Regions from separate parts of the Mus musculus genome. Here all the other regions are linked to region 4. A link is a contact called in public Hi-C, HiCAR-type and promoter capture Hi-C data. All regions are on one chromosome and are shown on one strand. Each heading gives the region's core, a stretch centred on a gene start, on an enhancer-like site or on the middle of the called end of the contact. The rest is flanking DNA. Distances are from core to core; before and after follow the strand shown. Region 1 holds the start of 4930524O08Rik (RIKEN cDNA 4930524O08 gene). Region 2 overlaps 4930524O08Rik (RIKEN cDNA 4930524O08 gene). Region 3 has its middle 23 kb from the start of Rasgrf1. Region 4 holds the start of Tbx18 (T-box18). Region 5 holds the start of Ankrd34c (ankyrin repeat domain 34C). Region 6 holds the start of Morf4l1 (mortality factor 4 like 1).

What was found. Promoter capture Hi-C pulls out the DNA fragments that hold promoters and counts their contacts. Hi-C and Micro-C count contacts between places; a contact is called where the count stands out from the background. HiCAR-type assays count read pairs that join an accessible place to other places.
Region 1: a contact with region 4 is called in a promoter capture Hi-C map of hippocampal neurons, with 9 times the contacts expected there. The contact joins the promoter of 4930524O08Rik here to the promoter of Tbx18 in region 4. A contact is called at or near these places in 2 of 39 promoter capture datasets (hippocampal neurons and liver).
Region 2: a contact with region 4 is called in a promoter capture Hi-C map of hippocampal neurons, with 6 times the contacts expected there. The contact joins the enhancer-like site here to the promoter of Tbx18 in region 4. A contact is called at or near these places in 2 of 39 promoter capture datasets (embryonic stem cells and hippocampal neurons), 1 of 484 Hi-C or Micro-C datasets (embryonic stem cells), 2 of 115 datasets of contacts at active chromatin or transcription factors (embryonic midbrain and embryonic stem cells) and 1 of 9 other capture datasets (embryonic stem cells).
Region 3: a contact with region 4 is called in a Hi-C map of cerebellar granule neurons, with 5 times the contacts expected there. The contact joins the enhancer-like site here to the promoter of Tbx18 in region 4. A contact is called at or near these places in 3 of 39 promoter capture datasets (cranial neural crest, embryonic stem cells and hippocampal neurons), 1 of 15 datasets of contacts at CTCF or cohesin (stem cell-derived epiblast-like cells), 16 of 484 Hi-C or Micro-C datasets (cardiomyocytes, cerebellar granule neurons, cerebellum and 8 more) and 9 of 115 datasets of contacts at active chromatin or transcription factors (astrocytes, embryonic forebrain, embryonic hindbrain and 5 more).
Region 5: a Hi-C map of embryonic stem cells shows a contact between it and region 4, with 5 times the contacts expected there. The contact joins the promoter of Ankrd34c here to the promoter of Tbx18 in region 4. A contact is called at or near these places in 1 of 39 promoter capture datasets (embryonic stem cells), 4 of 484 Hi-C or Micro-C datasets (all in embryonic stem cells) and 1 of 115 datasets of contacts at active chromatin or transcription factors (embryonic stem cells).
Region 6: a contact with region 4 is called in a HiCAR-type map of astrocytes, with 4 times the contacts expected there. The contact joins the promoter of Morf4l1 here to the promoter of Tbx18 in region 4. A contact is called at or near these places in 2 of 39 promoter capture datasets (embryonic stem cells and hippocampal neurons) and 2 of 115 datasets of contacts at active chromatin or transcription factors (astrocytes and embryonic forebrain).

What each region holds. Positions count from the first base shown.
Region 1 is chr9:89,824,348-89,828,925 of GRCm38.p6, forward strand. 4930524O08Rik (RIKEN cDNA 4930524O08 gene) reads left to right here and starts at 2,172. Exons shown (of 6, transcript NR_040735.1): 1 at 2,172-2,890.
Region 2 is chr9:89,849,001-89,853,878 of GRCm38.p6, forward strand. All of the region lies in intron 3 of 4930524O08Rik (RIKEN cDNA 4930524O08 gene), which reads left to right. Among named protein-coding and RNA genes, the nearest start is that of 4930524O08Rik, 25 kb to the left of the region's middle. Within about 2 kb of position 1,766, at least 14 of the 459 cell types and tissues checked have an H3K27ac peak or open chromatin away from gene starts, as enhancers often do. A contact at or near this core is called in hippocampal neurons, where this site is marked.
Region 3 is chr9:89,884,375-89,889,250 of GRCm38.p6, forward strand. No RefSeq gene overlaps it. Among named protein-coding and RNA genes, the nearest start is that of Rasgrf1, 23 kb to the right of the region's middle. Within about 2 kb of position 1,602, at least 19 of the 459 cell types and tissues checked have an H3K27ac peak or open chromatin away from gene starts, as enhancers often do. A contact at or near this core is called in cerebellar granule neurons, cerebellum, cerebral cortex and 2 more, where this site is marked.
Region 4 is chr9:87,728,167-87,732,695 of GRCm38.p6, forward strand. It overlaps Tbx18 (T-box18), which reads right to left and starts at 3,094. Exons shown (of 8, transcript NM_023814.4): 1 at 2,369-3,094; 2 at 1,295-1,499. The coding sequence starts at 2,678.
Region 5 is chr9:89,735,233-89,739,747 of GRCm38.p6, forward strand. It overlaps Ankrd34c (ankyrin repeat domain 34C), which reads right to left and starts at 3,243. Exons shown (of 2, transcript NM_207260.2): 1 at 2,851-3,243.
Region 6 is chr9:90,112,385-90,117,212 of GRCm38.p6, forward strand. It overlaps Morf4l1 (mortality factor 4 like 1), which reads right to left and starts at 2,436. Exons shown (of 12, transcript NM_024431.3): 1 at 2,152-2,436. The coding sequence starts at 2,191.

The DNA of each region.
Region 1 (4,578 bases), core at 922-3,421, 2.1 Mb after region 4:
GGGTTATGACCTTTGAGGAATTGAAAGACCCTTTTACAGAGGTCAACTAAGACCACCTGTATATCAAATCTTTATATTCTGATTAATAACAGTAACAAAATTACAGTTATGAAGTAGCAACAAAAAATAATTTTATGGTGGGGGGGGGGGTCACCACAACATGAAGAACTGTTATTAAATGGCCACGGCATTGGGAAGGTTGTCTCTAGAAGTTGCTTGAGCTTTGAGCATCTGTCAATCATTCCCTGGGTCTCTCCCTCACTAAATCGATGGGAGGGTCAAGAAGGCTATCTATAAAGCGCTTACAGGCATGAATGAATTGTATTTAATGGGAATGGAGGTGAAATTCTGCATGTAATAATATCCAAGGAGCAAGTGCAGCTGTATTCAGTACGGCGGGACACGGCTTGAGAGCAGCGGGGAGTGTCTTGTCAATCCACCCTTGCATTCGCTTATTTAATAGGCGTAGGGATTTTCAGTGGCCATGACAGTGAGAATTCACAGAACAGTGGGCATGCTATGCACTCCACGCCTAGATTCTGGATATTTGGACTTCAGTAACACAGTGAAGGAGATGGTGACCATGTCACGGGCAAGTGAGGACCAGCCTCAAACAGTCCAGTGTGGACAGAGGCAGACTTGATGGCCACGGTGGTTAGGGAAGAGAGAGTAACACAGAACCCAGCCATAGTGTTCACTGGTGTGGTAGAGAAAGGGAGAAGTGGGATGGGAGGACCTTGTTCTAGCTGGGAATATAAGATGTCCATGAGATCCTGGCCCTCTCAGACCCCAAGGACAAAGATAAGCATAACATTTGAATGCTTGGTAATTTCTCACGTATCCAGGACACCCTCATACAGAAGACTTGGGGTGGGGATCAGGTAAGTGGTGGGAAGTCACTGGTGCCCCAGTGTTGATAAACTGTTCTGTGGGTGTGGCCCTATGTTATTGTGCAGGGAGGGGGGGCCAGGAGAGCTGCCAGTCTCCAGGCCTTGTAAGGAACAGAGAGGACATGTGGACTTCTGCATGAGTGACTTGCCAAGCCCAGTGACAGATCAAAGCAAGGTGTGGGCCAGGGAATGTCAAGATAAGATCCTGTCACCAGGAAATGAGAAACTGAAGAGGAGAGTTATGGGTTGTCCGAAACTGCTATACAGCCAGAAATTCAGTCCAGAAACTGGGACAAGGACCTCAGTCAGACACCTTGGGGACGTGCTCAGAATGCTCTAGTGGACACACCAGTGGCTCCAACAGTTGGGCATGATGTCTCCTGAGGTGCTGAGTGCCCCTCGTCAGTCCTGTGAGTGCCACATGGGCCAGCTGCAAATCACAATTAAAAGCCCAGCGATTCCGTGGTGTCTGGGAGAGGACTAGACATTGTCTTCAGTGAAGGTGTGTGCTCTCCTGTAACAACACCTTTGCAGCCATGTCTCTGTAAGCAACACTAACAAAACTCAGTAGTTCCTCTTTGTAAAGAAGACATGAATGTAACATTGTGGGGCCTAGCTGGGGTGGGAGGAAGGCTCAGCAGGAGAGGCAAAGTGACAGGAAAGGGTAATGGAGGTGACTAGGAGTAAAATACGTGCTATATATGTAAGAGACTGTCATAATAAAACCCATTATCATGCCTAAGTAACATATGCTAAATTTTTTAAAAAACTACATAGTAAAACTTAGAGGAAAATATGCCACACACAGATATACACATGCATTCATACATACATATATAAATATATACACATATACATATATACACAATACATAAATGCACACACATAGATACATACACCCACATATATGCAAACACATAAGCAAATATACACACACACAAATATATACACATATATACTCACATGGACACGCACACAGCCCCACCATCAACACCTTTTCTGGTATGCGATAAGTCACTCTCCAGTTCCAAGACTCAGTTTCTGTAAGTACATGGTGATAACAGGCCTACTTCCCAGAGCTATTGTGAGAATCAAGTGAACTAACCGTGGTGACTTAGCCTCCCTCTTCCACCTCTACTCATGATTTGCAAAAAGGAGACAGAACCGGTCACCGATTCCGTGGCAGTGTGAAACTGACTAGAAACTGAAGCCAGCCATCATCCATCCTTGTAGCTTAACAGAGCCCGCCAGGACTGCCTGTTGTCAGTTCCTGTCTTTGGAGTTCCCAGGGATCACGTTGGGATTACAGGACAGGAAAACCAGCAGGCAGAGGTATACAGAGCTGAGACCATTTGCCCTGGTTGTCAGTTCTGATCTAGGGGACTTGGCTTTTTTTGTTGTTTGTTTGTTTGTTTGTTTGTTGTTTTCTTCATTTTTCTTTGGCTTTTAAAGCACGTCTACTCAGTATTGGTGACCAAAAAGGAGCCCGATGTGAGCGTTCTGAAGGTAAGGCCTCTCCCCTGAAGCTTTATCACTAATGCACTCAAAGCGGCAAAGCCACCTCAAGAAACGCAGACAAAACACTGGACCTTTGTCTCCTACAACTGCTGGTCTGCACAAATGCTCCCTAGACCTCAGGGGATTTCACAGACCTCCTAGATGCCAGGTTGAAGGCTGACAGTGCCCATCCCCCATCACTGCAGTTATGTAAGCCTGCTTCCGGTAAAAGGCCCTGGCGAAAATCACACGCAGTTAGTGGCATCGCCAAGGGAACATTGTCCATCATGTCTCTTTGGGCCTCCTGATGCTCCACTCGATGTGAGAATATGAGGATCAATCAAGAGAAGAGACTAACCTCGAGACAGAGCACTAAATCGAGCAGAAAACAGGAAGGCCTGTCTTGGGCCTCCATTTGCGTAAACCTACAGACGCCATCAACTCCTCCAACAGCCAAGGCCTTTTCTGACCACAAGGGGGCGCCCGCATCATGCTTTAATATAGTACGTGCTTGGGATGTTGAGAGCGTGGAAGACTGCAGTCTCAAAATACAGATAGGGAAACTGAGGCCAGGAGAAAGCAAAGGGTTCCTAAGTCATTCTGGGTAATTTTCTTCTCTGTGATCTTCACTCCCATTAAATTGAGTCATGGCTTCCACCAAGGAATACGTTTTACGGATATTCCTCCGACACCCGGATGAAGAATGCTACTTGCAGACCGCCCCACAAGAGGGAGCACCTGTGAGCCTCTGAGCCCTATACCCACCACGAGCCTTAGACAGAATGAGCTTCGTACAAGATTTTGATCCAGGGATTCTGGCTGGGATGTGGAAATTGCTAGTCTAGGTAGTCTCAGAGGAGACCCACCATCCAGAAGCTTCCCAGATCTAATCCAGAAATGTCTGCAGCTTCCAACATCTAGAGAAGCCTCCGTGAAAAATTCTGCAGGCAACAAGGGTTAAAACCAAGTCGTTCACTTCAGACAGTACTGTCACAAGGCCAAGACAGTCATCAGGGATTGTCACTCAGAGTAACGCTGCTATTTACTCTGCTTGTCCCAATTATCCATCACTGTTTACAAGTAAAGAAAATGACTGTGATGTCGACTCTGACAACCTAGAATGAGCTGGGAAGAAGGTTTTAATGAGGAATTATTTAGATTAGGTTGGCCTGGGGCTATGAAGGAGTTTCGTAATTGGGTGAATTGAGTTGGGAAGACCAACTCATGTAGAAAGCAGGAGGCACCATTTATGGGGTAGGTCCAGGAATGAATGGGTAGAGAGAGGGCTAAGCACTGTCTTACACGTAATTAATGTTTTATCTGTTTCTGTTTAGGGACGTAAGGGGACAAGCTGCTGCTGTTGTAGTTGACCTGTGAACCCTTTCTTCCCTAGCTTGCATTTGTCGGGTACAATGAGGTTCATGGTGTTTAAGAGAGATGTTCTCAGGGATAAAATTACTTCGTTCCCCAGTTTCTCTAGAGAACCCTCACATAAAAAGCAGGAACTGGTGGGTACCTGCTGAGCAGACACCCCAGACTCTTCCAGCGGCTCAGTGACTGCCTCACCGTTTGCACATGTCCCGGCTCTCCACTTATGCCCAGTTCTTCATCCTTACCACCAGGAACTCTGTAGACATTCCCAGATCTGTTTCCTTGGCATGAGTCAGCCTCCCAGAGACAGCCGGGGCCAGCCTGGTGACTGCATAGGGCAGAAGGCTGCCCAGGATTTGTGCCTTCACCATGGCAAGGTGACAAGGAGATTCCTGAGAAGGTGTGTGGTTTCTTCTACATTAGATATTTGGATCCCTGAGGGAAGCAATCTCTTCTAGACCACATGAAAAACAGGCAAGAGTGCCCGAGCACGTACTCACCATTCAGGTGCTCTGGGCTCCACAGGGCAGTGACCGTTTGTTTATTCCAGCCTCCCTCAAATTCAGACTCTCAGATTAAGTGTCTGGACACAGCCACAGAAACCAAAAACATGTAGTTTTTTCCTTCAACGGAGTCTGAAACCAATCGCCATACCACCAAGTCAGGGGGTGCTGATGACACTCCCAGAGCAGACAGACAGTACTGTCCCCTACTGTAGAATAGGAAGGCGTGCCATAGAAGATGGGTTAGTCTGGAATCAGAAAGGGTATCCTAGGGCCCTTCCACTTTTCGTGGGACCTGAAGCTTATAAAGGTGTGTG
Region 2 (4,878 bases), core at 516-3,015, 2.1 Mb after region 4:
ACCATGGGCTTTGTGCCCTCTGGGTGTCAGGACCAGGAACTGGAATACAATATGGGTAGCGGCAGAGCTTGGGTCAGGCTGACCCAAGCTAGAATCTCTTTGACCTTTTGTTAGTCTCTGCCCAGAAGAGAGGCAGCTTCATGTTCTGACTTCAAAGTTGAAATTTCTCCTTTCTCCGTGGCTCACAGCAAAGGTTCTTTTGTTGGTCGGTCTCAAAGGGACCAATTTTCTTGCACTATATTTAACTGACATTTTTTGAAGTGTAATAATTGGACATTTTTATTATTTTTCTCAGAGTAGGGAAGGACTTTATAAGTATGACTCAAGTCCAGCAAAAAACAGCAGCTAAGAGAGAGAAAAGAGAGGGGAGAGAGGGAAGAGGAGAAGGAGAAAGAGAAGGAGAGAAAAGTGGCAAATTTGACTTTGAAGGAATAAACATTGCAAAGAGTCATAAACAAAATCAAAATGCAGCGGGCGGAGGAAAATACAGAATTTGCAATTCAAATGCCAAACAAAAAGCTAATTATTCTAATAGATACAGCACTCTACACATCAATCTGGCAAAATGAAATAAAAGACCCACAAGCAATTAAGAAAATGGGTAAAGAATATGAACCAAGCTTAGTGGAAGAAAATACACAGTTTCTTAATCCATGGAAGTTCTCAGTGTCCAATTAAAAGCACCAACAAAATATCTTCTACCTGATAGTGTGTCAAGGGGCCAAAATATGGCTATTGCTTGATGAAAGTAAAAGAAACAGACTCTTATTTAGCTGCTATAAAGGAATGTTGTTACAAATTTATGGAAGAAAAGCAATAACAATATTAAAATAGGTATCTGCTTTAGTACTCCCAAATTCCATCTCGCCTGCAGAACAGACTTGCATCTCATCACAAAGGCACCAACTCCTGTTTCAATATTGTTTGCTAAAAAAAAAAAAAAAAAAAAGATTAGACACCACTTGAAAAAATCCATCACCTGGAGACTGGCCACTAAATTACTAACCATCCATCTTTTCAAAAGACAAGACAGGAATGATAAAGACTGATTTCCAAGCCTGAATAGCAAAGGCAGAGAAGTCTTTGGAGGAAGGTGCAGTCAGTGCCAGAGAGAGCTACATATGGAGTGGAATTTGCACACAGATGGGAGAATTTTCTGGAAAGATAAATAAGAAACTGGTGGCACGTGTTGCCCCGGGGAGAGAAACTGAGTAACTGAGAACAAGGCACAAGGGAAGATGCTTTCATATGAATCCTTCGCAATTCTAAAATGTTGGCACTGGATAAGTTTATTATATGTTAATATATTAGTTAGAATACAAAATGGAAATTGAACAGTAGACTGAATGGATAAAAGCTATACTTAATGTTGGAAACGGATATTATTAGTTTTCTATGCTACATAGTAAATTATCGCAATTTAGCAGTTTGAAAAGCAAACATTTACCAGCTCGCCCTTTCCGTGGGGCAAGAGTCCAGGCACAGCTGAGCTGGGTTCTGGGTTCTGGGTCTTGCCAGGATGTAATGGAGGTGCCGGTTGGACTGCATTCTTATATGGAGCTTGACTGGGGAGGAGTCCAACTCTAAGTTCACTTGGGTTATTAGCACAATTCATTTCCATGTGGCTATATGGCAGAGGACCCTAGTTTCTTGCCGGGTATTGGCTGGAGGCCACTTGAATTCTGGAAGCTTTCTGTGCTTCCCTGCCATGTGGGAGTCTCCAACAATCTGGTACCTCCAGAAAGCCCAAAAGAGAGAGCCGGCTTCGGTCTGCTAAGATGCTGTCTTATGTAACACTCACTCAACAGAGTGCCAGCGGGCCACCTTTGCCACATCTTTAGGGTGAGAAGCAGAACCCGGGCTTCTCCCTCAAAGACCAAGAACGGCAAAGCCATGAACATCATGAGGTGGGGACCACGCTGGATCTCTGTGGTCTCCCTTCTAGCCCTGAGTTGATTTTGTGAGTGGGAGCTGCACACAATAGAGGTGGCAAGCATCCAAAACCTACAGGGAGCAGGGAGGAATGGAATCCACAGTGAGTGTACGTTTATTTACACATGGGGGAGGGGAGGACAACTTGCAGGAATTAGTTCTCCCTTCCCGCCATGTGGATCTCAAGGACTGAACTTAGGCTGTCATGCTTGGTGGTAAGTACTTCTACTCACTGAGCCACCTCACCATCCTCCTACCAGGGGCTTTTTGTCCAACTGCCCCCCCCCCCAAAAAAAACCCTACCTCCTTGTCATCAGTACTCTTTCACTTCTGAAACTATCTCCTGTCCCCAGGAAATCTGAACCTCTTCAACAGATGTCCTAAGGTTCCTCCAGCCCTGGCCAACATGGTTAACTATGTCCCTGTATGCCTTACTGGCCATAATTGGATGTGGCCAGAGGGTCACATCCCTTACTTGGAAGCTCACCACCGGCCTTCTAGAGTCCTTTACAATTCAAACCCTGATGGAAGTTTTTTGAGTGGGTCAAGGGTCATGCATTTTGTGATAACCAATAAAAATAGTGTGTATGTTCAAGTGCCCCCATCATCATCACCACCACCACCACCACAACTACTAGCTATTGATCTCTTCACATACCTGCCTGTTCTACACCCCACAGTAATCCTACTGGACCACCCTCCATTTGGAACCTACATATCTCAGACCCACAAGTTTCACAGCTGTCTAAAGCAACCCAGCCCAGGTAGGGAGATGCAGTTCTCAAGCCCATGCATGAGGATTAAAAACCCTGTCTTTCCTCCATGTGTCTACCCTTTGCTCAGGAATGCCAAGTCATACGTCAGTTTGACAGAGACTCATGGGGTCTGTGCCTCCTCACATAGGACAACTTGCATCTACAGAAACATGACATTATATTCTCCTTCTGGCACTCTGGAAGGAGAGACTCAAACCATGCATATCTCTCTGACCCAGACCCTCTCATCAAACTTCAATGTGGAAAGAAAAGAGAGATTTCTAGGGCAACTCTCAGGGTGCCTTTTTCATCCTGTATCTTTAACAAATGAGCCCTGCAAAGGCATTTGATCCAACTGTATCCTTCAGAACTTCAAACTTCCCTCTCCATACTGTTGTTCTCCAGAGCTACATTAGCTTCTACTTGCTTACTTCCAGGAATGCTGAGCTCACTACTGGATGAGGGCAGCCCAGACAAGCAAGCCCATGCCCTCTCTTATTAGGCTAAATTTAATGACCCAGCCAATAGAGGACTTCTCATTAGGTCAACATGGTGAGATGAACCTCCAAATAGTTTTATAAATTAGCCTTGGAGAAAAAGCATCACGGAAGCTAAGCCCAAGGAAAATCTGATAATAGCTCCCCACGGGGCCCCTTACTAAATTCATTTGTCCTGATATATAGCACAATACCTAAGGGTGCATGTTTATAAACAACAGAAATATACTGTGCCTAGTTCTAAAAGCCAAAATGTCAGAAGTCAAGATATTGGCCTGGTGTCTGATGAGTGTCCTTTTGCTCCATATTCACATGATAGAAGACAGAATGGCAACTGAGCAGATGTTGCAAGGAGCCTCTTTATAATAGCCTCAGCCCCTTCCATAAGGGCAGAGCCCCATTCATAAGGGCAGAGCCTCATGAATCACTTCTTAAAGGCCCTACCTCTCAATACAATCCCATTAACCAGTAAGTCCAATACTTCAATTTTGGAAGGGACATTGGTGAGTGGCTATTTCCTCTAGTGAGGCCATTTGACTGAGAGATGTCCTCCACAGTCTCAGATGTTTGAACACTTAGTCCCCAGTTAGTGGCGCTGTGTGTGGGGATATATACAGTTTTGCTGGAGAAAGAGAGTTATTGCAGACAGGCTTTGAGAGCTCATAGTTTCTCCCCACTTCCAGCTCCCTATCTCTGATCTCTAGGTACGGATGGAGATGTGATCTCTCCGATTCCTGAGCCTTCCTCCATCTCTCTCACTAATGCCAAGCATCTGATCTCTCTGGAACTGTAAACTAAAATAAACTCTTACTTCTGTAAGTTCCTCTTTGTCACGGTATTTTATCACAGTCACAGAAAAAGTAGCTAATTCATCCTGGTTGGGTCAGTGCCATCTTGAATTGGATCACTGACTTGAAACCCTCACAAATGAAACCCTCATTTGCTCACTTGCCAGTTGGGACTAACGTTACCCCTCATGGAAGGAGGCAGAGGCTCACAAGGCACCTCTTTCCACCTAAGATATAACAGAAGTATTTTTGAGGTACCAGAGGTTCTTCAGTGATGCAACTGCCCACAGGTTACACAGCAGATTCTAGAGACAATGCATTTGTAAGTTTTCATCCATGCAGGAATGGGACTGCATTTCAGGAATGTAGATACCTATGAGTCACTGATGTTCCTGTATGTAATCTCAACAAACTCATTGCCTCACCAAACTAGACTTATATGGAATCATTTCTTTAGTTGGTGTCTTGCCTGGAGTCAACGGACTTTCTGTGTGTCTCTCCAGGCAAAAGAAAGCAACAGACATATTCAATCACGGATATCCTTGTGTTTCCCCCACCCCAGGATGATGATCAGTCCCCAAACCATCATCTTTCAACCATCACCATCAAAAGGCCCCAGTATCTGGAGCCACACCTACCTCCTATCACATCCTACCTGCTACTCACTCCTGTGAATACCAGCCTAATGCTATAGCTGATCTTCTAAAAGACCCTTTGTACTCCTCATCTTTCCTTCTCGTGCCTCTTTACATATGGTGGGTCTGTTTAGCTGTCAACTCCACTGAACATTTTCTTCTGGGTCCCAAGCAAGCTTCGTCCCCAAACCCCGCCATCTCCACCCAGCTCTCCTAGTGCTCTTTGTTAGTAGCTTCCAGGTTCCAAGCACCTATTACTCATTCTCCACCT
Region 3 (4,876 bases), core at 352-2,851, 2.2 Mb after region 4:
GAGAGAGAGAGAGAGAGAGAGAGGGAGGGAGGGAGGGAGGGAGGGAGGGAGGGAGGGAGAGAGAGAGAGAGAGAGAGAGAGAGAGAGAGAGAGAGAGAGAGAGAGAGAGAGAGAGAGAACCTGGACTTCCTGATAATGTTACATTTAAGGCTATAAGAAAAAGACACTTTGCCATACACAACAAAGGAACTTATGAAGGGATCTCCCAAATGGTTTATCTCTAACCAAATGGTCTCCTCCCTTACCACCACCGACTCCTCCTCTGCCTCCTCCTCCTCCTCATCGTCATCGTCATCATCATCATCGTTGTCATCATCATCATAATCCCCTTCCTCCTTCTCATTAAGCCTCTGCCTGCCCAGGTTTGCTAATGGTCCCTGTACTTGAACAAATGTGGGGCCACTCTCTAGTCATTATGGGAGGGACCTACACAGGGAATGAAGACTAGGCCATATGTTTCTTTGCAGCTACCAAAGCTACACTCTACCACAAATGTGGGAGGAAGGATTGTGCACATATGGACATATGCGAAGGGTGAGTGCTCTTTTTTGAGACCAAGTCTTTCTCTGTAGCCCAGGCTAGACGAGAACTAGTGATCCCCTTGCCTTTGCCTCTAAAGTACTAGGATTATTTCCACACAATTTAAACACAGCTCTTTGCAGCCAGACACACTACTGGGTGGGAAAGTTGGGGATAACCCGGGATCCAAGCAGAGAGGTTTCATTGCCTTGCCAGTAAGCTGCCTGAACTCGGGCTGGTATCATGCTTCTGAGGAGAGCCAGGGTGTGATATGGAAGGCTCTGCACCACTCTGATCTGAAGGGAGGAGCCCAACTTGAAGATGTGGACTTGGCATTATACGATCTTGAACCCCAACTCTGCAGTTTCCTGGTTCTGCGGAACCTTTGTTTCTAAACAAAGTTGCCACCAACTGTAGCAGCTACTTCAGCTACTTCTGATTGCTAGGATTAAATGCCATGACCAAAAGAGACCCACAGAAGAAAGATCATTTTGGCTTATGGTTCCAGAAAGATAGTCTATAATGGCAAGGTAGGCATGACAGCCAGCTGCCAGAGAAGGAAGCCGAAAGAGTACAATCACACAGAGAAAGCAGAGAGAGTGTTCTGGAAGTGGGTCAAGACTATAAACACTCAAAGCCCACCCTCAGCAACACAGCAAGACCCCTCACAATGCTACCAACTGGGGACCTAGTGGCAAGTGCCGCCTCTTCTTCATTCTGAGCTGGGCTTGAACTTGCTAGGTCATGAGTTTTGCATGGACCTAAGAAATCCAAGTGCTTCTGAGACCAGACCTTAAACGCTGATGGTTTCCATCCTTGGAATCCAGCCCTGTGCCCTGCTGGAGAAACTGAATCCTGGAGAGACACCAAGAGCAGCTAGCCAAAACCCGGCTGTCCTGGCCACCTGGCAGAACAGTGGGCACAGAACGCTTTGAAGAAGTCTGGGTTGAGACAGTAAGAGGCTGGTGAAGCTCAGGAAATCCTGCACCTTCCGGGCTAAGAACAGGGCCTTTCCTTGCTGCGTGCATGGGTAGAGAGCTGTGCAGCACCATCTGAAGAGCGCACCCTGCAAGTTGCAGGGCTCAGCATGCACAAGCGTGTGCCTGGTGCTGTGTGGGCTGAGTGTTAGAAACAGGCTGTGCAGGCTCCCTCCCACAAAGCAGACCTCATTACCACCTGCCCCTTCCGGGCTTGGGCCAGCCTACTGAGTCCTTTTTTTTTTTTTTTTTTTTTTTTTTTTTTTTTTTTGCTTCAGATCAGAGCCAGCTCTTGATGGGTCAATTGATACATGTTGAGAAACCTTTCTCACTGGCCTCTGCAACCATCTCTTCTGCCACCATCTCTGCCACCATCGGCATGGACAGACCTCCTCTCTACTTCTGTCAGCCTTGCCTGCCTGCTGGAACCATCCAACTCACAGATTCCCTCCCCAGCCTGCAACAGCAGGCCACTCAGCTCCCACCCCCTACCAACAGGCTCCCTGCTTTGCCTTCTCCTGAGAGACTGACTGTCCTGTACCCTGGGGTGAGGGGGGATGTCCCTCATGGTCCTCTATATATCCCAAGATCCTCTCCTGTGCCCTCCAGCCTCAAGGAGACTGAAAAGACTAAGTCACACTCACCATTGTACACTGGGTATCTGACTTGCTAGCTGGTATCTACCAGTCAACTGACGGATGTAACTCTCTCTCAAGCTCCTTGGCCCCTGAAGTCATGCTGTGTCTGAAAAAATGTAATGAAGGGCTATAGGGAGGACCAGCAGACAAGGTCTGTTCTAGTTTGGTTTCTATCACTGTCATAAAACACTTGGACCAAGAACAGTTTAGGTGAGGAGAGGGTTTACTCGGCACACACTTACAGGTAACAGTCTACCACCAAGAGAAGTCGGGGATGGAACTCAAGCAAGAGTAGAGGCAGGAGCATGAGCAAAGGCCAGGGAGAAATGCTATTGGCTGGTTTGTCCCCCACAGGACTTTCTCAGAGACAAGCCAGTTCACCTGCACAGAGGAGGTACTGCTCACAGTGCAATGGATCACGCCATTCATCGATCAAGAAAACGTCTCATAGACCAAGCTGATGAAGGCTGTTATTCAATGGGTTCCATCATTTCAGCTGACCTCAGTTTGTATCAAGTTAACAAAAACTAACCAGCACAGGCTCCAATTATCAACACAAGGAAAAAGGTCCCCAGCCTTAAATACCACTCAGGGTCACTGGACACTAAAATTAGTGTTGTTTACCAGACATTCAGCCAAACAAACAGGAAGGGACTGATATCCAGCCAGTTCTCTACCTGACAAGCTGGATGTTCAGGGACAGTGCTGCACATACCCAAAGGCTCTTTTATCCAAGTTACACAAAAGTCCTGTGCGGGTCAGCTATAACCCCTGCCCACTTAGGGCAGCGTCCCATTCTACCATAACACTTTCCTGGTAAGCTCAAGTCTCAAGACTACCAGAACCTAAATCTCAGTCCTGATTGAAGCAAATGCTATATATCATAGTCAAGTTGACTGGCTTAGATCATTCTATCTCACAGGAAATAGAGCGATTGTGTATCTGGCCTGCAGTGTATACCTGGAGTATGTAAATCACAAAGGAGAATTTGAGTCTCCGGTTATAGAAACTCGGAGTGAGCAGCAGGGAGTCCACCTGCTACCATATAGCATAGCACAGCTAAGCACCTATGAGCTCCATCACCAATGCAGCAATGGGCTGAGATTGCCTCTCAAGAGATACACCTGGGCACACCCAGATTGCTCTCACAGCTGAAACTGCAGGGCCTGTGAGATGGGTCAATAGGTAAAGGTGCTTGTCACTAAGCCTGAGTTTGATCCCTGTGGTGAAAGTAAAGAGATGGAGTACACACACACACACACACACACACACACACACAATCTTTTAAAAACAATTTGAAGTGCTATTTCAGAGTCTCAGTCATCTCAGTTTCAAAGAGAGCCTTAGCCCCTTATATAATGTTATCTCATCAACCAAATAGCCTACCAGTATAAATGTCCACCTACTCCTGATGAACAGAGATGATTCCTGTCTCCTCAGAGTTTATATTTGAGTAGCTAAGTTATAGATAGATAAATAGATAGCTAGATAGATAAAGATAGAGAGATAGGGGTAGAGAGGTAGAGGTGGTAGAGGTAGAGAGGGAGAGAGAGAGAGAGAAAGAGAGAGAGAGAGAGAGGGAGAGATGGAGATATTGCAAGCAAGGGGACCTGAGTATGAGTCCCCTTGACACTCACATACAGAACCAATCATGGTCATACATGCCCATAACCCCAGTGCTTTCAGTGACAGAGACAAGACCACTGGGTCTGGCTAGCTGCTAAGAAGTTATTTCCAGGTTCAGTGAGAAACTCTGTCTCAAGAGAATAAGAAGGAGGGAGGGAGGGAGAGAGAGAGAGAGAGAGAGAGAGAGAGAGAGAGAGAGAGAGAGAGAGAGAGAGAGAGAGAGAGAGAGAACAGGACTCCACATGTCTTTCTCTTGCCTCTGCATACACATGGGCTCATAGGACTAGCTGATCTACAGGAATTCTCCAGGCCTTCAGCACCACATTGGGCTGCTGAGACATCCAGAATAACTATGGGTTTGCGGCCTCTCCAGTGTGAGGCAGCCATTGGGCTACTCAGACAGCATCCTAGAAGCTAATTTAATAAAGCCAATAATACAGCTATATGTTCTATCACTTCTGTTCCCTCAGTAAAACCTGACTAATATAAGAAAGCCATAAAATTATTTCAAATTCTAACATGTATAATAAAAGCAACAAATATGGGGGAAGAATAAGGGAAGCAGGCAGATAGTTCTGTCAAGAGTGATCCAAGAAGACCTCACATACATCAAGGCCTACAGGATACAAAGTGGTTATTTAGTCTTGTGGGGAAAGACAAAGGAAGCTATGATGTGAATCAAGCACAAGCTCTTGGCAAAGGACCTGTGGCAGGGAGGGAGTGGAGTTAATGAAACCCTTTGCTACAAACTACTCCTTGCTGTCTGAGGAGCCTGCTTCCCATATCCTGCCTTAACAAGTTAAACAACAAAAGCCATATTAGACTACTTATGTGGCTCTCAGAAGATTCAGCTAAGTTGTAGTGCAGCTTCCAGACCAATTCAGGTCTGTGACAGTGGAGTGTCTACCTGCCTCCATGCCTCCAGGAGGAACTGAGACACCCAGCTATCATTTCAAGCCAGTGACAGGCCAAAAACCCCCAAAGTTCTCCTCATGAAGACAATAGAATATAAAATAGGAGGTTGAGCCTGCTGTTTCCCTGTATTCTTGAGCCAATAGACCCCAAGGCAGGCATGCAGAAATGCTAATGGGAACAGAGAACACTGAACAAAATGTG
Region 4 (4,529 bases), core at 1,844-4,343:
CCTTTAAAAAGAGCACAGAAGCAAGAAATACAGGAGCACATTACCATGCATTAAAAACAACATCAGTTTCACCCTTTTAAAAAAAAAAAACCTTTCTTTTAATGATTTATGTCTAGGACCCTCCAACTAATCTCATTTTTGTTAAGTTAACCTTATAACACAAATTTATTTACCGATTTTCCTACAACAGTGTTATTAAAGACCGCTGCCAGCGAAAGGAAAGTCCATAACTATTAACTAAACATGAGAGCAGTTTAATATGCTGGCTGTTTTAGTGTTCTTTCAGTGCACCTGTAAGATAAAGAGTAAAGGTCTTTAACTACATCCTTTATAAGACAACTGTTGCTTTGTGTTGGTGAAGAACACATTTGGATCATTAATAAAAACTCCCCGAGAATGCAGAAGGTAGCATATGGATTCAATAAAATATGTTTTTGTAATTTCTAATAAGTTTGGATACTTTTATGCTAGCCAGGTTTTTACCATGTGTACTCCCCGAAAGAGTTGTGTGTGCTTTTTAAAGAACCTTTAAAGGGATCGTATTATTCTTAGATTTCATTACACTAAATGAGCCGAAAACTTGAAAGTGCAAGTTTCTCGCACTGACCTCAAATTAATATGATGTGGCCAACAAATCCATTTATTTGACTAATGAACCATACACGAATTACACAGTCTAAAAAAAACATTAACTTCGTTCCAACGTTTTTGCATTCTATTAATTTAAGGTAGTGGACTGTGTGTGTGTGTGTGTGTGTGTGTGTGGTGTCTACAGTTTTAAAAATCAGACTAATGATTCTTGATACATGATTAAACATGACCATAGTGACTTTTCATGGTAGCCTAATATCAGAATAACACAATACACCATGGACTGGGTGCTGGGACCAATCTGGAAGTTTTGAATTTAAAAAAAAGAAATCGGAGTATGCTAAAAAATACTATTAAAATAAAAAATAACTAAAACAGGAGAGGTCATGTATAACCTAGTTCAGGACTGATAACTAGAGCCTAAATAAATGTAAACTGAGGTGCACATGACATACCTGTAACTACTTCACACTCCCTAACCCAGAGCATGGATCGCTAAGGCTGTAGCACCCAACTTGACAAAGATCTTTCAGACCTAAATGAAACTGGGCCGGGATGCGCCCTTCCTCGACAGTGCTTTGGGAAAGAAAGCAGTAAAGATTTAGAAAGGAAGCTACTGTCTGGGGCCCTGTTGGGTGGGTCAGAGCTGCGGCCAGGGTCCGGTGAGGCCAAAGTCCCAGGACACACGGAGACTCAAGCTTACCTGCCGGCTTTGGTGATGATCATCTCGGTGCCTATTTCGTGAAAGCGCTTCCAGAGCTCCGCTCCTTGCAGATCTACTCTCGGGGCCTGCGGCGCGGGCAGCGGGGTCCCCGGTCGTGCCAAGCCAGGTACGGGAGACCCTTTCGGGGAGCCTCCCGGGGATGCCAACGGGGAGGCGCCCTGCAGGAAGCCATCCTCACAGCTGCCTGGACAGCAGAGGGTAGAGACGGGGAAGCAGTGAGGGGGCGATCCGGCCTTGAGGATCATCTCAGGGCCAGGCCCTAGGACAGCTGCCCGCAGTCCTGCCGCGCGGGGCGATCGGAGTTGCCTTGAGGCCTTTAGGGTCCCACCGAGTTCCTATGTCCCAGAGCCAGGCCCGCAAACTCCCCATGCGCCCCGCCTTGTGGGCCTGAGACCTGTCCCCGAGCTCACTGTCCCTGGGCGCAGATCTCACTGCGGCCGCTGCCGGGATCTGCTCCGGTCACCCCTTCCTCCCTCCGCCCCAGGAGGCCGCCGGGCCTCTGGGCCTCGCGCGAGGCACTTTCTGAGAACTTCCCCAAACCCCGCTCCAGGCAATCCTCCGGGCTGCTGGCTCTCCGGGCCCCGCAGCACAGCGGATAGAAGAGAGCTAAAAGCCCGCCCCGAGGCGCCCTGGGCTCCGGAGGAGTAGCGCTCCGCGTTCAGAAGGGCAGAGAGTGTGGGCGAGCTCGCCGCCGCCTCCCCGGTTGGCGCACCCAACTTCTGGGCGTCCGAGCCCTTTTCCGCGCTTTTAGCCCGCGCCCTCCCGCACGCGCCCCGGGGGCCCCTAAAACTTAGAGAAGTGAAAAGCAGCGGCAGCCCTGGGCTCGAACCCTCCCGGCGCAGAGGCGAGGACGGCGGCAGCCCGCCGAGCCGGGCAGAGAGCCGCGGATGGACGGTGTGCGGGGCCGACGGCTCAACGCCTGCCCCCGGGGCTCGGCGGCGGAGGCCCGGGAGGAGCGGGCGCTAGCGCTGCCTCACCGAAGCTCAGGTTCGCGGGAGCCGGGCGGAGACGCACCGGGAAGCCGCTGGGGCAGGAAGGGATCGATCGACTCACCCGCCGCTCCGCGGGAGCCACAGCTCCGCTCCGCGTCCGCGCAGCTCCGCGCTGGCCCGGACGCCGCCCCGGCTGCCGGCGGCGGGGCAGCCGCTTCTTCGTCGGCCTCCGAGCAGCCGTGCTCCCCCGCGCCTCCGCTACGGCTGCAGCCTGCGTCTTCCACCGCCCCCGCCGCCTCTTCCGTGGCCAGCTTTCTCCGCTTCTTTTGAAGCTGTTGCTGCTTCTCGGCGCCGATCAGTGCCTCCACAGAGAAGGCGTGCGCCTTGAGGCTTAGCATGCTGCACGGTGAGCCCCTCCGCTTCTCCGCCATCCCCGCCTCCCCGAGCCCGCTCGCCCCTCTCTCATATACTCGCGGCTGGGGCGCACGCACGCGCTCGCCCTCCTGGCCCCCCACCAAACGCTCCGCAGCTCCCGATGCCTCCCGAGATCTGTCCCCTTCCTAGCTGCGGGCAAAAACAAATTTGCCGTTTCCTCTTTCTCTGGCGTTGGGATCCGAGGAAGCAGGAACGCGGCCGCCAAGTTTCCTTCCCTCTGTCTCTCCCTCGAGTTCAATGATGCACTTCTTGACTCCCAAACCCTCCACCTCCTCCTGCTGCTCCAAGATCTGCCTCGACTGATGAGCCCGAGAGGACTAACACGGGGAAAAAAAAAACACTCTGCGGACACAAATTAGGGATTGTAATTGAAATTTGTTGCCTTGATCTGTCAGCACTTCAAGGCAGGAGAGCGGTGGGAAGAACTTGCTCATTAGTGTCAATAAAGCGGCGGGGGAGGGTCCTATGGAGCTGTCCATCACCGAAACGGTTTACCAATCAGGAGAATCTAACTCCGCTCAGCCCGCGCCCACTTCCTTACAAGGTCGGAAAATCTCAGACCGAAAAGCGCCGCCATCTGGCTCGTCTCTGCCAGTCTCTAGAAAGCTGAACCCTCTTTTGCTGACACCCGCCAACCCAGTCGCTTCTCAGGCTTTTCTTATCAGGACCAGGAAAGGCTGAGCCTCAGGGTTTAACCGAGAAAAGAGATCCGTAACTAGTAGTATAGAGGATCTTTCAAGGACCCTTAAATCTCCGGTCTCTCATCCCTGTCCATGGGGCTAAGAAGTACATTTGGAGGAGGCAGGAACTTACAGCCAACAGTTTGTTGTTTCTCACTTAAACATTCCTGCATCTATTGATGCCCACTGTATGGAGAGAATGACCACGGGCTTGAATCTTACTCCGAAGATTTTTTTCTTACGTGAGATGAGTTTACGCATATTTGATATTTTTTAGATTTAAAAATTAATCATTGTAATATCTCTCAGACCTTCATATAACCGATTCAGGAAAGGTGTCTCCTTTTATTTAGGACTAATTATTTTAAAACGTAGGTCCTGGGATTTTAATTCTGTTTGTCTTTAATGATATAGGTTTAACTTCAAAACTTCACAAAGTAAACCATGTTTTATGAATTTCTGTATGTTTTTTGAAAGTTCTGTATGTTAAAAGTAGCTTCGTATTCATATTGGTTTTTTTTTTTAATCGGCGTGTTTCTTTAAAATAAATTCAAAAGAAAGCAGAACTCTAGAATTGAACGATCGCAAACATGTATGTGCAGTTCTGTTGTTTAAACTCAACATTTTCTTAGGATTAACAGGATGTGGGTTTGATGGGGATAATAAAAAAAATCACTTGTAGAATAAAATTCACTATGTGCACAAATCTTTAGTATAAAATAGGCCAGGGACGATTCGTTTTGTTTCATTTTGCTTTGCCTCCTTTATTCGATGTTCATTTAAACACTGCAGTCCTAGCTTTCTTCTGGCTTCTCCTCGGCATTCAGGAAAATGGCCTCTGAAAGTACCATCAACCCCGGAAGGAGGGTTTTGTTTTTAAATCATAGATAGAGAAACCTGCAGTTCCTTCAGGACTGGAGTGCTGGGAAGAAATTGAACCAAGCAGCGAGTGCCTAGAGGCGCCTGCAAGGCCTGGGCCAGAAAGGACTTGGTAATATCTTTGCTGTGGATGCAGATTTTTAAATGCCTGAAAAATGCGTTCAATTGGAAGACATTGTTTTATTTGGGGCACTGGGAGCCGGTGTAGCCTACTGGCTTGAAGCTGTCTGGAGAAGCTCTCGCAGACTCATCAGAGTGTAGGGTGATGTGGTATCCTGAATAAGTTCA
Region 5 (4,515 bases), core at 1,993-4,492, 2.0 Mb after region 4:
TAGGATTGAGAATAGAACCTGGGTCCTCTGCAAGAACATGTATTCTTAACTGCTAAGCCATCTCTTCAGCCCTTGGCATATTTTAATTGTTGTATTTGAATATGCTGGGGAGAATTACTCGTTACTCAGCATGAGAAAACCCTATTATTCTCTATAGTCTTACAACTAGAGCCATTCATACATTTGTGACTTATCTGGGTCATATAGGTCAGGGGTTTGCACAAAAGCAAAAGGCCACCATGCCATTGCTTTGCCATTTCTCACCCTTCCTACTGCTGACCTCTTCAAAGTTGTTAGAAGTCTCAAATAAGACAATAAATGCAGAGGCTTTTCTCCCCAGAAAGCTTAAGGTGCATATGATCATGTGAGTCATCATAAATTGCTTTGGTAAAGATGTGATGTCAGAATATCATTTACTTCATGGCTACTCTCTTCAGTCTCAGGTCCAACAATTTTCCAGTTATCATCGCTCATTTGTCATATAAGCAGATATTTTAATAATCTGAGAGAGATTATGCAAAAGGAAAATGTCTATAGACTATTTGTGAATATCTTTACAATTAGTAATGCCTTACTGAAATGGCTTAGGTAAATTTTGCTCTAAATGACCCAAAGCAGGCTTCTAGGACTTTTTAATAAACATTTTATAGTCATTTGTTTCTGGATATAGTTTCATCTTGTTTCCCCTTTACTTTTTCAACTACTACTGAATACAAGCCTGGTATCTTGTGACTCTTTAAAGATGGTTTTGAGATCATTTGAACCAAAATAGAATATAACTAATATAAATGTATTAGGTTGATTCAAAGTTAGTTTATAAGTCACATGTTAATACTATCTAAATATGTTTAGTGCTGAAATTACCAAAATCCACACTCCTAAGGAAGTACCAGTCCTAGGCAGGAGGGCTACAAAACAAAGATGCCAAAGAGCTGTCTAGAATTTCAGCTCTGTTGCTAGGTAGGTACATAAGGCACTGGAATTCAGACCCAGGATACTTCTGCCAAATGAGTAGAATAACTCCAAGTCCTGACTACTTCACAGTATTGTTATAAGGATCAAATGGTAGGCAATATGTGAAGGTCCTGCAAGAAGTCCTGCTTTAAAAATCCCAAATGGTTACTACACTGTAGTACTCTTGTCACACATCCCATCCATGGGGCCTTGCCCTGCTCTGAACCCAAGTATAATAGTATTGTGCATGACTGTCATTTACACCTCCTGTTCTGTCCTCACTAATTCCACCAACCACAATTAAAATCCAATGAACATGAACACACACACACACTGAGAGAAAGAGAGAGAGAGAGAGAGAGAGAGAGAGAGAGAGAGAGAGAGAGAGAGAGAGATTGATTCTGTCAGGGAACCACTATCCTAATGCTAACATTTTTTTATTCATTATTTATTTTTGAAACAGGATCTTATATATCTTAATGTCCTCAAAATCACATGTAAGGGAGGATAGCTTTGAACTTCTGGTCCTCCTGCCTTCCCCTTCAGAGTATTAGATTGCAGTCATGCAGGCTCCATGCCTGGTTTTACAGATTCTGAGAGTCTTACACAGGGTTTTCAGCATGCTGGGCAAACATCCTACCAACTGAGCTGCAGTCCCAAACACTGGTCCTTAATTAAAACATATTCAGTAACTTTGTCCAAAGACACAGCACTACAAGTCTGATCTCATTCTGTCCACGCTAACCCCCACTTCAGAGCTGTTGCACAAAGGGACTTAGCTCAGGCTTATGGTTCCACTTGTGCAGGCTGGGGTGGAGTTTAAGATTCAGTCTGCTGTAACAGTCCCTGTTTGTATAAACTTGGACAAGCCTCTTAGTCACTCTTGCTTCATTTCTCGACTGAAAAATGGGAATAAAAATAGCATAGAAATGGAACTATTATGGTATATAAAATTATACAATCTATATAGAGCATTTGGCACCGGGTGTTGGCATGCGGTAAGCGACTTATAAAAGATAAGTACTTTGGAAAGTTTGGATACACCCTCCCAAACAGAGGAGGCCACTTCGTTTAGCTGCAGCATTCGCGGAACCTTGGAAAGATACCTTTGCACTCCGCCCCTTCCTTCTGTAGTCACAGGAAGCAGTTAGAAGCCGATTAAAAACTGAACTTCACAAATATTCGTCTTTTCGGTTCAAGAGCCCCGTTTTGCCAAACCCAGGGAGTCACCGCCCACCATGCAGAGGTAACTGCGGAGGAACTAAACAGCGCCTCTGGCTTAAAGCTGCAGGGGTGGAGGTGGGAAAGGGCTCTGTCCGAAGTGCTGAAACCCGGGGTGTGGCTGCGCCTGGTGTATGGGAATCCATTGCTATCAGTGTCTTTGGGTCCCTTCCTGAGGACTGATTATGGGTGGGGGTGGGGTGGCGGAGTCAATTGAAGTCAGAGCCGTAAATGCTCCTCCCATCATTTCTCAGAAATTCTCAGACACATACACTTTACAATTTTGTGCACATTTTCAGAATCACACCTTGTCTTTGCCCACTCCCCACAGGTTTATGCAAAAAACGTAAGGCTTTGCTCCAGTTTTAGTTCCTATAAAAACCCAGACGCCCAACAGCCTGCCCCAATCTGCAACCATTTCCTACAAAAGTCCCTGGCTCCTACGCATGTCATCCCCACGCGTTAATGCAAATATATATATTTTACATTAAATCCTTTCATTCCAGTCTCCCACAATTTCCTGTGATAAAAACAGGCTCTCTCCTACCAGCCCCGCCTCCTGCCCTGGCTAGAAAACGCAGACTTACTTCTGGGGAGACTCTAGACTCACCTAGGTGACCAGCAGAAAGCCTTTGAGGTGCACTTAACCCGTGGGGGGGGGGCTTACCTGCTTACCCAGAGATGCTACCTTGGTCCAGGACTTGGACAGAGCCATCACTTCCACAGCACCTCCTCCTGCGGCTTCAGGTTGGCTCCAGGAGGGCTCTGCCTGTCTGAAGCAGAGCCAGAAGCTGAACTAGCCCTGTCTTCGTGGATGCCGTTGAATGACTTGCTCAGAACTTCTTCAAGGGCCACAAATGAAACCTCTGTGCCAATTATTCGAATCACCCTGATCTTCCAACTTGTGGTGGCCAAGGAGAAAGAAGTATTTAATAAGAGAAAGAAGTATTAAAGAAATGTGAGGATGCTCCCTAGACTGCAGCTTCTAGCTGCAGAGCTCCTGCGCAGCCCAGTCCTGCAGCTTGGCTTCTGCTGGCTGGCTCCACTGCTGCCCGCTGGCGCCCGAGAAAGGCTCTCCAGCCGGGAACAGAGAGGGCTGTGTGGGTGGGTGTGAGCGAGGAAGCTGAAAGGAGGGGGCAGTGAGGGTGGGGGAGGTGCCTACCTGCCCCTGTGGGGAAAGGAGCCGCTGCCCCTCCCCCTTGTCCCTAGTTCTCCTTGAAATCAGACTTGCTTAACAACTTGGCAGGAGCCTTTGAGCCCCTGGTGTATTTGCGCAAGTGAAGAGTCTATTCCTTGGGGTCTGGAGATTTGAACGGACCTTTCCAAAGTCTTGTCACCGGTAGGGATTCAAACTCGTGTCTGCTTTGCTTTTCCTATGGCTCTGCCTATTTCAGATTTCCTTGATAAACTTGAGATCTCAGGATGACAGTCCACAATGAGAGAATCTGATTGTGTGTGTGTGTGTGTGTGTGTGTGTGTGTGTGTGTGTGTGTGTGTGTGGTGGCTCCACATGGCTACTTCTGGATTGCATCAACTCCAACCTTTAACCCACCTCCTTCCTACTTCTATGACTTCCCATGGAGTCAACACTAAACAATTTTTAGTTATCTTTTAACTAAATTAATTCATAGCTACTGCATATTATTCAAAGCAGAGTACGGTTTTAGCAAGTGGGTGCCTCCTTCCACTGAGCCCTGTAGACTCCTTTCCCCACTAGTCAGCTTCCTAGAGGTAAGTTGAATTTTCTTCTAAATTTCATGCACACATAGCATTGATTTACCCTACCCCAAAATGTCCTACTTCTTGACATAATTTTAGTGATTTCTATATTTCTTGAAAATTATCTCATTTATATGTTCAACGTTCCAGCACAAAGTTTCAAAGTATTGTCTTGCTATTTTTATGTATGTATGTATGTATGTATGTATGTATGTATGTATGTATGTCTCTGACACTGTTCCAAAAAAATCCTCTTTGCTTTCCTAATACTTTCTGTTGAAATTGTCTATCACTTCTCTTTTACTTATTTTAAAACCAAACTTACTAGATAGCTATCAATGTTACTGATCTTTTAAATGGATCGATATTATTTCCTACTGTGCTTTTATTAGTCAGCAGTGCCATAGTACTACACATGGAAGTTTCCATTCAGTCCCCATAATTTTTTAATGACTTGAGTTCTGTTTATGGAGTCCCCTTAATCCCAGTAAAAGTTAGTATAGTCACTTCTACATTTCCCATCTTGCTAAGTGAGACTTTCTACCCCAGAATCTCAACAGTGTTTCTTTCCCTAAATGTTTTCATGGTTTGTAACTATTATATTTGTGCAAAGGAGTAATG
Region 6 (4,828 bases), core at 1,186-3,685, 2.4 Mb after region 4:
TTACACACACACACAACTAACTAACTGATGTACATCAGTCTAACAAGTGGAAAGGACAAATTAAGAAGGCAGTTCTCCATCCTCAGATCCACTCTACTCTCAAATGACAAAAATCTTGCCCTGGGCTGATGAATTTTTTAAGAACACACCACCACCACCACCACCACCACCACCACCACACACACACACACACAAGGAACTGAGAAGCATTTCTATTCCCAGCAGGCCCAGTTCCTGGAAATCCAATGCCGCCTTCTGGCTTCTGAGGATACTCACACACATAAAATAATGCAACACAAACATCAACAAAATGGAAAGTTACCACCTTTCACTATCAAAATTCTACCAAGATTTCAAAATAATCCCATCAACACTGTTTCCTTTCTAGATGTTCTCTGGGTTATTATCAACCATTCTTGATTTCTAGTTTCTAACATCAACCAAGGATTTAAGCTTTTGTGCTCTGACAATCAGAAATCTATGGGCCTCTTGGCATGCTCTGCTACATAAAACATCAAATTACAAAGGAAACCAACTGTTTCGCAGAGTTGGCAAAACTACAGTGTACACCATCTTACACTATCTACAAGTGAGGACCAGCCAGCTCAGTGTCTTCCATAGTAGCTAACTCTTCACACTAGTTTTTGAGATGGTCGATTACTTTAGCTGTAGCTCACCCATGGGCTGACTGGACAATGAGCTAACAGAGATCCATCCACCTGCGCAGGTCTCCACACTCCCTGAACCTCCACTGGGTATAGAGCAACACCCCGTTCCCCATACACACACAAGAGTTTCTCTGTATAGTTCTGGATGTCCTGAAAAGCTCTAAGTAGACCAGAATGGCCTCAAACTCAGAGATCCGCCTGTCCTTGTACATCGATTAATTAAAACGTTTCGATTTGGAACTTGAGACTTTTAAAAGTCTGGCACTTTACTGGTTAAACATCCTAGAACAGGAGTTACGCAAGCGCCTGGACCCAGCATGTATGATGATAAACACAGACGGCCGTATCTGGCAGTAACAAGTTTAAAGTGTTCCTTTTTATGCTTATAGTTTTATTTCCTTTAGTATATCAGTAAATCACCTCGACAGATGAGTTGTGAGAACCGAGTAACTGCTTTCCATTAGCAGTAACCGTTCATCAGCAACGTTCTCAGTCAAAGCCAACTAATAAGCGTTAGCTTTCAAATCGCCATTAAAATCGAATACTACTACAACCAGTCAAGCAACTACTGTATTTAAAAATGACAAAGAGGCCATGCATCTCAAGATGGAAACGCCCTAAGGAGGAACTAAAAACTGTTTCCACGAGAACCGCTCGGCAGAGCACAGAGTACTTAAAGGGCCCTGGCGCACAGCTCCAAAAACAGCAAAACGATGCCCTCAGGCAACAGCAAGCCTAGGAACTCGCTCGGGCGGCTCCAGTTTTATTTTTTTTTCTGTCCCCACCCATCACTCAGAGGCAAGAGGAGGAACTGGTCTGCGCGTGATCGCCGTGCCAGGGGGCGCTGCATCTGGCCCGAAGCTGCGTGTAAGCTGCGAGACGCCGGCAGCCATGATGGCGCGGCCATCTTGCCGCGGCCATCTTACAACGCAGTTCTCCCGCCGCGGGGCGCACAGCCCACCCCCCATCCCCTGTCCTCCCAACAGCAGAACTCCACACAACGCCGAGACAGAGCCGCTCGTTTGTCCAACAGCCTCGAACCTTCGGCCCACAGTCGCCCGCGCGGCCCGCGGCCGAGAGCTAAGCGGGGAGGATGCGCTGCCGCTGCTCCCCTCCCCCACGCCACATCACCTCCCAACCGTCGCCGTCGCCATCGCTCACCCGCCCGCCGGGCACCTCCCTTCAATAGACTTTCTCCGCTCTCGGAAAAACAAACAAACAAGCGCCGAGGCTCTGCCACACGCACGGAGATGCCCTCGGCCCTGGCCGTGGCCGGGGGCTCGCTTTCGCGCCACCGAGCACTGTCGCGGATGACGCACTGAGATTACCCTCCGCAGTGCGCCTTTCCCCCTTACAAAGCAAGGCCTGCACGGTTTCCCCCGGCCGCAAGCCCCGCCGACCCCGACCCCCAAACCTCCAGCGCCCTGAGTCAGCCTCTCTCCCGTGCACCGTTAGATGCCTCTCCCCAAAGCGGCACACTCACCCTCCTGGAATTTCGGCTTAGGGTCCTGCTTGGGCGCCATTTATAAGTGATTCGCCGCCTCCTCCTTCTCCCACCACCCCCGACTACCGCCCCCTACTCTCTACCCCACCCAACTCAGCGTCAGACGCGCCGTCGGCCACAGCCAGCTCTACATCCTGGGCGCGATTTGCCAGCGCCGCCTGACCTCACAGCACCGCGACCCGCGCAGCCGCCGCCTCAGCCAACGGCTAACCGCTACGCACACAAGCCTGCGCCCGTGCCGCCCAGAGGCATGCCGGGATTGGTAGTTCGACCTCGGATGACGCCAGCAGGGTGGGGGAGGGGAGTGGGAGACAATTGCCCCCCCCCCACGCCCGCGATCCACCACCGCCCCTGTCCCCAACCCCAGCCCTCTAAGTATCCAGACCCCAGAGGCTTGTTAAAACCCAGATTTTTATTTTCTGTAGGTGACAAAGAGGAAGGAATAAGTAAATCACTAGCTAGTGACGAAAGGATGGGAAAAACTCAAGGGGGGCAGATGCTTAGATAGGAAATGAAGCCAGGTAAATGTGGTGGGGTGTTGAAGTGGCCTGAGGACAGGACTGTCTCTGCAGCCTGAGTTCCACGGCATCACCAGGACTTGGCCTAGGAGAGCGCTGGAAGCCAGAAATGAAGCTAGATGCGAGTGAGAAGGTGATCCTCTCCAGAAGCTTCGGTGTCTAGAAAGCCATGCCCTGTTTGAGGGAGTTGGGGGTTGGGAGGGGGTGGGGGTCCGGTTCCCATGACTATTTGTAGATTGCAGCTTCTGACTCTTGAAGTACTTAGTCTCACTAAAGGGGGCAAACCTGGATTGCTGTCAAAGTCAAGGTTCCATACTTAACCCCTTTGTACCATCTTTTGCCATCTTATTTCTTTGGGGTAGTATTGGATGTATACTCAAAAAAAAAAAAACCCAACCCACAACAACAACAAAACCTCTCTTCACATTGTTCCTATGTTCAAAAACTCCTTAATGTACTCTGCTGTGAAATAACACTGTACCCCTGTACCCACTAAATTACATGAATTGCACACAAAGGATCAGAGCTGTTAATTAGGGAGATAAGTCAGAAAACAGTCACCCTGATATTTGAAGCCCTTCCACACTTTGTAGCTACCTAATTATCCTAGGCAAACCTTTATGTCAAAGCCTTTTCTCTTTTCAACAGAGTCTTACTAAATATATTTAACCCTGGCTTGCCTGGAACTGGCTATATAGACTGAGAGGACCATGAACTCACAGTGTCTAGCTCCTGAAACTCTGTCTCTATTTTTTTTTCAGTTATTTTTTTTTTTTTTTTTTTTTTTGAGACCAAGTTTCTCTGTGTAGCCCTGGCTGTCCTGGAACTAGCTCTGTAGACCAGGCTAGCCAAAACTCAAACATTTACCTGCCTCTGCCTCCCAAGTGCTGGATTTAGAGGTATGCACCACCAAACCTGGTTCTGATGTACTTTAAACTACTTTGTGAAAAGTTTTCTCAGGTTACATTTCAACCAGCAAGTTGAGGATACCTGTTTTCCCACATCCTTGCCACACATGTTATTTCCACTCTCTGATTTTAAATCAACAGAAGTATGTTGTGCAGAAGAAGCTAGGTATAAGAGTGAACATTTTCATCATTGATTCAAAATCAGGACAGCAGCCAGGCAGTGGTGGCACATGCCTTTAATCCCATCACTTGAGAGGCAGGCAGATTTCTGAGTTTGAGGCCAGCCTGGTCTACAGAGTGAGTTCCAGGACAGCCAGGACTACACAGAGAAACCCTGTCTCGAAAAACCAAAAAGAAAAAAAAGAAAAAATCAGGACAGCGTTCAATTGGATGTCCAGGGTGGGTAGAGGGAGATAAATATGAAAGAGGTACTTTTCCACGGGTAACTTTGATGTCTCCATGATGTCGCCCCCAGAGTGATAGTTAATGTTTCCTTTGCTGTTCATTGTTGAACCAATAAAGTCCTGTTAAGTACAAGAAGAAAAAAAAAAGGGCACTAAGGAATCTTGGTTTTTAGATCTTTTATGATTACGTGAATTTTGGGGCATGTCCAAACATACACATAAATTAATAATCTTTACCATATCTACATTATACCTTAATAACAAATTTTAAAATTTATTTATTGTGTGTTATGCAGCTGTTGGAGGTCAGAAGACAACTTGCAAGAGTCAGTTCACTCCTATCATCTGGGTTCTGGGTATAGAACTGAGGCCATTAACCTTAGCAACTGGTCCTTTTATCCGTGGAGTCAGCTCAACAAAAATATGTTTATGGTCGTTTAGAAAGATTTCATTATGGGCTGGAGAGATGGCTCAGTGGTTAAGAGCACTGACTGCTCTTCCAAAGGTCCGGAATTCAAATCTCAGCAACCACATGGTGGCTCACTACCATCCTTAATGACATCTGACGCCTTCTCCTGGTGTGTCTGGAGACAGCTACAGTGTACTTACATATAAAAATAAATAATAAATAAATCTTTTAAAAAAAGATTTCATTATGAGGACTGAAGAGATGGCTAATCAAGAGCACTAGTTCAGGGCCTGGGTTCAATTCCCATCACTCACAGGGCACCTCAGGGAAACTCCAGTTCCAGCTGTGCACGCCCCTCCCTCTTTTTAAACATATTCTGTGTGCATGCTGTGTGTATCTGCACAAGTGCCCCAGCCC